Regions from separate parts of the Rattus norvegicus genome. Here region 2 is linked to region 1. A link is a contact called in public HiChIP or PLAC-seq data. All regions are on one chromosome and are shown on one strand. The core of a region is the stretch at or near the end of the contact, and the rest is flanking DNA. Distances in the headings are between cores, read along the strand shown.

Region 1 (3,481 bases), core at 259-2,758:
GGTCCCCCCCCCCCCGCCCCCTCAATCCTACAGACCCTGGCAACCTGCTTTACTGTCTTTTCCTTCTCTTCCCCAAAGAGCTTCTGTCGTAGAGTCCGGGTAATAGTTTCCCTAGTTCAAAGGTTAAAGCACATTTAGCTCTGTCTGAAGCGCTAGCCCCCTCAGCCAGTCCCCCATCCATTTATTCTTTTATTAAAACCGTAGACTGGGACTTAGTGGTCCCATATCCTCGAAAGTCCACAAGAAAAGCGATTGTAGGTAGTGAGGAACAAAGCTGGACCGGTAGTAAAGACCGAAAGCATTCAGGCCCCAGGTCGCCTTAGATATCGGCCTCTGCAGACGCAAGAAACGAGGCTCGACCGGGCCGGGACAACCTGCCGCCCGGAAGCAACAACTCCCATCACAACGCAAAGAAAAGTTGCACGACAGAGCTCCGGCCCACAAGGAGCCAGCGCCGGTGTCCGCGAAGCCGGTGGCCCGGGCTGAACAGGCCGGGCCGCGGGCGGTGACTGTGGCGTCCGCCGGGCCGACCCCGGCTCCGGAAGACGCGGGACCGGGGGTGCGCCGCCGCTTCAGGCGGAGTGGGCTCTGCGCCCAGGTCCGTACCCCTCCCAGCACCGCAAGCAGTGGGTGGAGAGACGCGGCGGAGGATCGCGGACAATGCCCGGCCCGGCCGGCAACCTCGGCGCGCTGCGCGGGCCTGTCGCCTCTCCTCCGGAGGCCGCCTGCCCGCACCCTCAGCCGGGTCGGATGAGCAACGCTGCAGCAGCGCCTGCCGCCACCGCCCCGCCGCCCGCTTCCTCGCCGGGCGGTTCCCGGGCCTCGGTAATCCCGCGGCGTGCGAACGGAGCCGGCGCGCCGAGCGGCGCAGGGCGCGCGCTCGGAGCAGCGGGGCGCGCGGGAAGAGCGGAGCGAGCGTGGGGACGACGGCGCGCGACCAGGGCAGCCGGGCGCGCGGGTAGAGCCGGGCACGGGCCGGGAAGGAGGCGCGCAGCAGAGCGGGGCGCGCGGTGCTCCACACGGGTCTGCCGCAGCTCCGACGGGCTTTCGGTTGACCCCGGCTCAGTACCGCGCCGGCGTCCGTTAGGAGCCTCCCCAGCCGGCACCGCAGCCGCCCATCCCGGTCCGCCTCCCTCGCGGCTCGCAGCAAGATGGGTAGCCGGGCCAGGGCCGGGGACCTGGGATCCCACCGCCGACGGTCGGCGGGCATCCCGGAGCCTGCCCCCGGCGCTGGAAGAGAAAGTGAAATGAAGCGCCTTTCCCCAAACAGCACCTACCAGGTCCCCAGTCCCGTGCAGCTGCCTCGCTCCTCCAAGCGCCGCCGGTCCCCGCCCTCGGGCCCCAGGCTCCGTTCTCTTTGACAATGGCGCGTCCCCTTTAAGGAATAATCCGATCGGGACCGATCCGTGGTTAAACCTCCCTCCGACTCTGATTTTAACCGGATTTCTGTCTCTCCCAGAGCCCGACGGGCGCCCGGCGGTGCTGCGAGCTCTGCCCACCCCTTCCCTGCCCCGCCCACCCACTCGCCTTCCTGATTGGCGAGGGAGACTACACCAGGAACAGCGATCCTCGCCCTCCACTGGTCCGCCTCCCCGCCGCTCAGAGTTTCCCCACCTTCGCCCCGCCCCCTTCCCCGGGTTGGACCTACCTCTAATCACTCTCGGTCCTCGCCTCCAACGTTGCTTTGGAGAACTGGCAGTCACGGCTCAGCCTCCCGCCTCCGGAAAGCTAACTTTATTTTTATTGGTAGAAAGACATCTTCCTGTGCACCTGATTGGACAAGGAAGGGCAAGTCTGCACGCCCCTTACCTATTATCACTCTCCCTGGACGGCTGAAAGACAGTCAAAGTCTTCCTTACTTTGCCACCCTCCAAGCCTCTGTCCCTTTAAATGTTGGTAGAGGTCGAGCACAAACAACCTATACTGAGGAAGGCGGGAAAGGGAGATGGAAAGGATGCAAAAATCTTCAGATAAGAAGCACATCACACCAGCTGTGGGATCCTGAGAATCCAATCCTGCCGTTTCGTGAATGGAGTGAGAACACCTGAAATCCTAGTACTGGCTCCTGAGAATTAACCAAGTTCACACTCCCTGTCCACTCTGCTCACATCCTTGACTTTCTGGCTTGGCGCACCCGGAAGAGTTTACGAAGGTGTCGGCAAACCTAGGGGTTTCCTTGTTTATCTTGCAATCGGACATTCAGAAAAGCGTTAAGTCCTTCCCAATAGAAGTTCCGTTTAGGTCACGTCCTGTGTGTCGTACTGGCGTTTGCGCGGGACTACGTTAATTTTTTAGAAAGATTAAACATATTGTCCTTTCTGCTGATATTCTCAAAGTCCCTCTTGCTACAAATGCGGGCACCAGAGAGCTAGTCTTTGAAGGACAGTGGCACCTTTTTTTTGGGGGTGGGGGGGACGTCTACCCAAAGGAAGAGGGAGAAGTCTGTCAAGGAGAAGCCTTACAGTGGCAGAACCCTGCTCAGTAAAGAGGAGGGATCCTGCGACAGCCTAGGCATCTACATTAGCTTATCACCAGGTTCCTACCCCAGATGTAGGATACGAAGGTTATTTCCAGAAAAACTGAGTGTGATCACGGCTTTGGGACCCGCCGAGAAATATTAAAGAACGAGTAAGTGTTCTCTCCCTCTTTGCCATGGTCTTTGAGACTCTTGATGTCAGACCATCTGTACTTTATAATTACATGGGGTGCAGTCACCCAGTGGAGTCCAGTAATGCCAAGAAAGTGGCTGGGCCCAGTGGCGCCCCAAAAGCCTGTCCAGCTCAGAGAAATAAGCGTAGACAGTTAAGAGATAAGGCGTTTTCCTGAGCTCAGGGACAGAGAGCTATTACTGTCGAGGAGCAGTAAGAGAGGCAGGATGTGGTTGGGGTTTTCAGGTCCTTTTGAGTTGTTTGTACATTTTTTGCAGTAGTGGGGATTGAATTTAGGAACTCATGCATTCAAGATAAGTCCTCCACCAGTGAGCTAAAGTCTCAGCCCCACACGATTGTCACACAACAAGACAAGAGATGGGAAATTAGCTGTTTTTTAAGGCCTTCACAAATACAAGTATCCAATTACTACCTTTAACTAAGCCCTCTATCCAACCTACTCCTCCAGATAAAGTCATTCCTTTTTCCCATATCTGCAAGGGAATTTCTTCAAAGATCACCCCCCAAGGATATCCTAAACTTCCATTATTCACGTCTCATATAAAATCACATACCATTGGCATGTAGCATGGAAGATCCTCTCATATATTAAAAATAATCTCTAGAGTGTTTCTAATACCTAATGCAATGTCAGTACTATGGTGATCACTATTCTACTGAGTCACGAGGACCAATAACACCTGTACATGTTCAGTGCAGACATAATCAGGGTGGGACTTGCTACATAGTGCATGCCACAATAATTTAAATCCCCTGTCCTCCCAGTATTTTCCATCCATGCTGACTAAATCGAATGAAGATAAGGAACCTGA
Region 2 (3,481 bases), core at 254-2,753, 120 kb before region 1:
ATTACATCCGTGGCTATCTCTGAAGAGCAGTGAGCTATGTGGGTGAACCTCTGGGTTTTGGTTTGTTTTTTTTTCCATAAGCGTCCTACTGACACCTTCTTCAAATCCTCTCTATTCCTGCCCCGCCAGCTTGTCAATGCTTCTATGAACAAGATTCCAGAGCACTACCAAGTTTCTGATGGAGAAGATTCCCTACAGACAAAGAGGAGGATGGAGGGAAAGGCTCCATCCACCATGTTTCTCTATGATACAGGGGAACTGTAGTTACTCTGTTATCCACATGGTGGAGCCATGTCGAAAACAAACTTTTAATGACACAGGGATGGTATATTGAAGTGATCCTTGATGCTGTCTGGACGCATGGGTTCACATCTGCAGTGTCCCTGAGGGCTGTGTGTCCGGCTGAGGGCTGTGTGTCTGTCTAGCAGGTGCTGGTATTGGAGATTTCGGATTTTTGAGAGGTGGAGCCTGGCAGGAAGTGGGTCACCTGGTGGGGCGGTCCCTTGAAAGGAATGCTGGGAGTCTAGGTCACTCCGGTTTCTCCCTGCTTATTAGCCACAGCAAGCTACCACCAGCATGTACTGCGTGTGCCTCCATAGGCAGGATGCAAAGGGATCAAGCGAGCATAACTGTAACCTCTGGCACCTTGAGCCCAAACAAACCATTCTTCCATCTGAGCTAATTATCTCCGATTCCTGGCCACAGTCGCAGAAAGCTGACTAGCACCAAATTCAAGATAAACACCAATTGCTTCCTCTTTTGAATAAACCCAACTTTCCTAGACTAGCTACGACGAGTAGCCCCAGGGTCGTATATCATCGAAGATTCCAAGAACATGCTCTTCCTTCCGGTATTCTCTACATCTGATTCAACACGCTGCCTCCAAAACTAAAACAGCATATAGTCAATGCTCCATTGTTGATTTATCTAAAACATGCGGGCTGCGGAACTGTCAAGGGCTTTGTTCAGTTCTGTGACCACGGGAAATATCTTTTAATGCAGATAAATCGACATCTCTAGAAATCAAATTAATCCCGTGGTGTTTCATGCTCTTTATAAACTTCAAAATTGAGTTTAGCCGGGAAAAGAAACAAACTATTAACTGCACAATTCTGTTTCATTATTTGGGCCTTGTAGCTGCGTCGTGATTTCTAACTTTCTCTGGGCACAATTTATTACAGATTATTCTAATTTGATATGCTCTATGACACTGGGAATTCAAAACAAGATCTTAATTGTATTGTTCAATGTGCTTAAAAATTACGTTTTAAGAAGATGAGTAGTGTGCCCCAAACAAAACTCCATTTAGTATCTAGGAAAGAAGAATAAAGCACTGACTGCTCGGCTAAACATATAATAAAACAGTTCAGACAACACAATGCATCTTTCTGTCAGCAAACCACCTAGCAGCCACTTGCTGTTTTAAATGAGCATTTACATTTAAAACAAAAAGAAAGGAAACTTTCCTGAGAACGGCGTACACTCGCCAATGAAGCCAGATGCTGTATCGGTCTCACTACTTCTATAGTGGAGAACCCCTTGAAAAGAACTGAGTGACCTGGAGGTACCTTCCTGCCTGAGGTTTCTTTGTAGACCAGAGTCTACCCACTTGGCGTATACAGAACGCCAGATCCTAGACAGTGGTTTGTAAACCCTGGTGCTCTATTGCAGAACTCTCTCTTGGCAACGAAGATTTGGAAACACTAGTGAGCTTCGGCAGCACGGGCATCTGATGAGCCAGCAGTCTTAGGCAGTGTGCTTTATCTGACCAGCTGATCTACGTTACGGTGAGCATTCTCTTCCTTTTCCTAGACACACTACTCTGGAAGGCAGCCATGTTCACCATTGTATAGAGACAGTACTCAGAATAAACAGGCCCATAAATATTAGTGATGCTAGATTGTTATTTGAAATTATCATTATGTAATAAAATGGTTATGATACAAGGGGGTGTGACCCAACATTTAATCCCAGCAAAGAGAAAAAAAAAATAAAAGAACAGACTTTAGATGCTGAAATTCTATATAAAGGTTTCCAAGAAATGTGCTAAAAGTTAAAAAGTAACGTTAAATTGTTTTAAAGTAAGAAAACATAATGTAAAAATTCTAGATTCCAGGCTAGGAATGGTGCTGCACATCTGTAATCCCAGCATTTGGAAAGCAGGGGCAGTTGGATGGCTGAGAGTTCGAGGCTTATCTGGCCTACACAATGAGACCCTGTCCCGAATGAATGAATGAATGAATGAATGAATGAATGAATGAATGAATGAATGAATAGTAGAAACAAACTGGTACATAGGATGAGATAAAAGGATTTAGTTAGCTTCCTGGGAAAACTTTCCAAAGCATATTAAAGACATTAGCAACGAAAAGGGGGAAAAAAAAGAAAGAAGGAGGGAGGCCCCACAGGAGATCTTAAAGAGCTGACTAAGCAAAAATTAATGGCGACCATTGCTCCATGAAGAAGAATCTACCATATAGGAACATACAGGAGTATTACACAAAACTGAGGACTTTCTCAATGGTGAACACGTGTGAACTAGATTATTAGAACAGACATAGTTCTTCAAAGAAGATTCTTCCCCCAAATTACAATACCTGGTCAAACTGCAGATCTTCACCCCTCTGAAGAGATCTGGATAACAGCTTTTCCTGTGGTGGTAATAATAATAATAAAAATACAGCTTAAAACAAAACATTAGAGGACTGCCATGTTATCAACAGCTTAGACTTACAGTTCATTTTGCTTTAATTTTATTTTTTTTTTACAGGCTGGTTGCTTTAAAGAAAGGTAAGTCTCCACCTTGCCCTCAACACAACACAGGATTCAAACCACTCCCATGCAAGGGACTTCCCAGCTACTCTCTAAATAGAATGGCTCTATTAATGATGATTCTTAGATTAAGAAATTAAAGTTCGGGCTGGAGAGATGGCTCAGCAGTTAAGAGCACCGACAACTCTTCCAGAGGTCCTGAGTTCAAATCCCAGCAACCACATGGTGGCTCACAACCATCTGTAATGGGATCTGATGCCCTCTTCCGGTGTGCATGAAGACAGCTACAGTGTACTTATATATAATAAATAAATACATTTAAAAAAAAAGAAATTAAAGTTCAACAAAGGACCTGTTTAGATTCAAGTTCGGAATGTCATCATGATGCTTTTATTAGTTTATTCATTTGTTTAACCAGTGTTGACTAGGCCGGAGATACAGCGGAGTGTGGTAGCAAAATGATGTGTGAGGCCCTGGGTACCAGTGGGGGGCTTGGAGGGGGGCAGAGAGAGACAGAAACAGAGAGACAGGAAGAAACAAGGAGAGACAAAAACACAGAGACAGAGAGAAACAAGGAGGCAAGGAGGTGTAGGCGGGGCAGGAAGGAGAAGGAAATATCATCTTCCAGGTGGAGCAGCTCAGACCAGTAACCTACCACTGGGGACTGGAGCTGGAGGGAGTTTGGGGCCAACTTGGACTACGTGTGTGT

Evidence for each region. HiChIP or PLAC-seq counts read pairs in DNA pulled down with a chosen protein or histone mark.
Region 2: a contact with region 1 is called in an H3K27ac HiChIP or PLAC-seq map of oligodendrocytes, with 9 times the contacts expected there. The contact joins the enhancer-like site here to the promoter of Fryl in region 1. A contact is called at or near these places in 5 of 12 Hi-C or Micro-C datasets (the Rat2 cell line, Schwann cells, frontal cortex and 2 more) and 1 of 1 datasets of contacts at active chromatin or transcription factors (oligodendrocytes).

Annotation. Positions count from the first base shown.
Region 1 is chr14:35,308,683-35,312,163 of GRCr8, reverse strand. Fryl (FRY like transcription coactivator) reads right to left here and starts at 1,508. Exons shown (of 63, transcript NM_001427275.1): 1 at 1,278-1,508. LOC134481841 (a long non-coding RNA gene) reads left to right here and starts at 2,490. Exons shown (of 2, transcript XR_010057699.1): 1 at 2,490-2,628.
Region 2 is chr14:35,431,278-35,434,758 of GRCr8, reverse strand. It overlaps Fryl (FRY like transcription coactivator), which reads right to left. Exons shown (of 63, transcript NM_001427275.1): 5 at 2,598-2,651. Among named protein-coding and RNA genes, the nearest start is that of Zar1, 120 kb to the left of the region's middle. Within about 2 kb of position 1,503, at least 9 of the 93 cell types and tissues checked have an H3K27ac peak or open chromatin away from gene starts, as enhancers often do.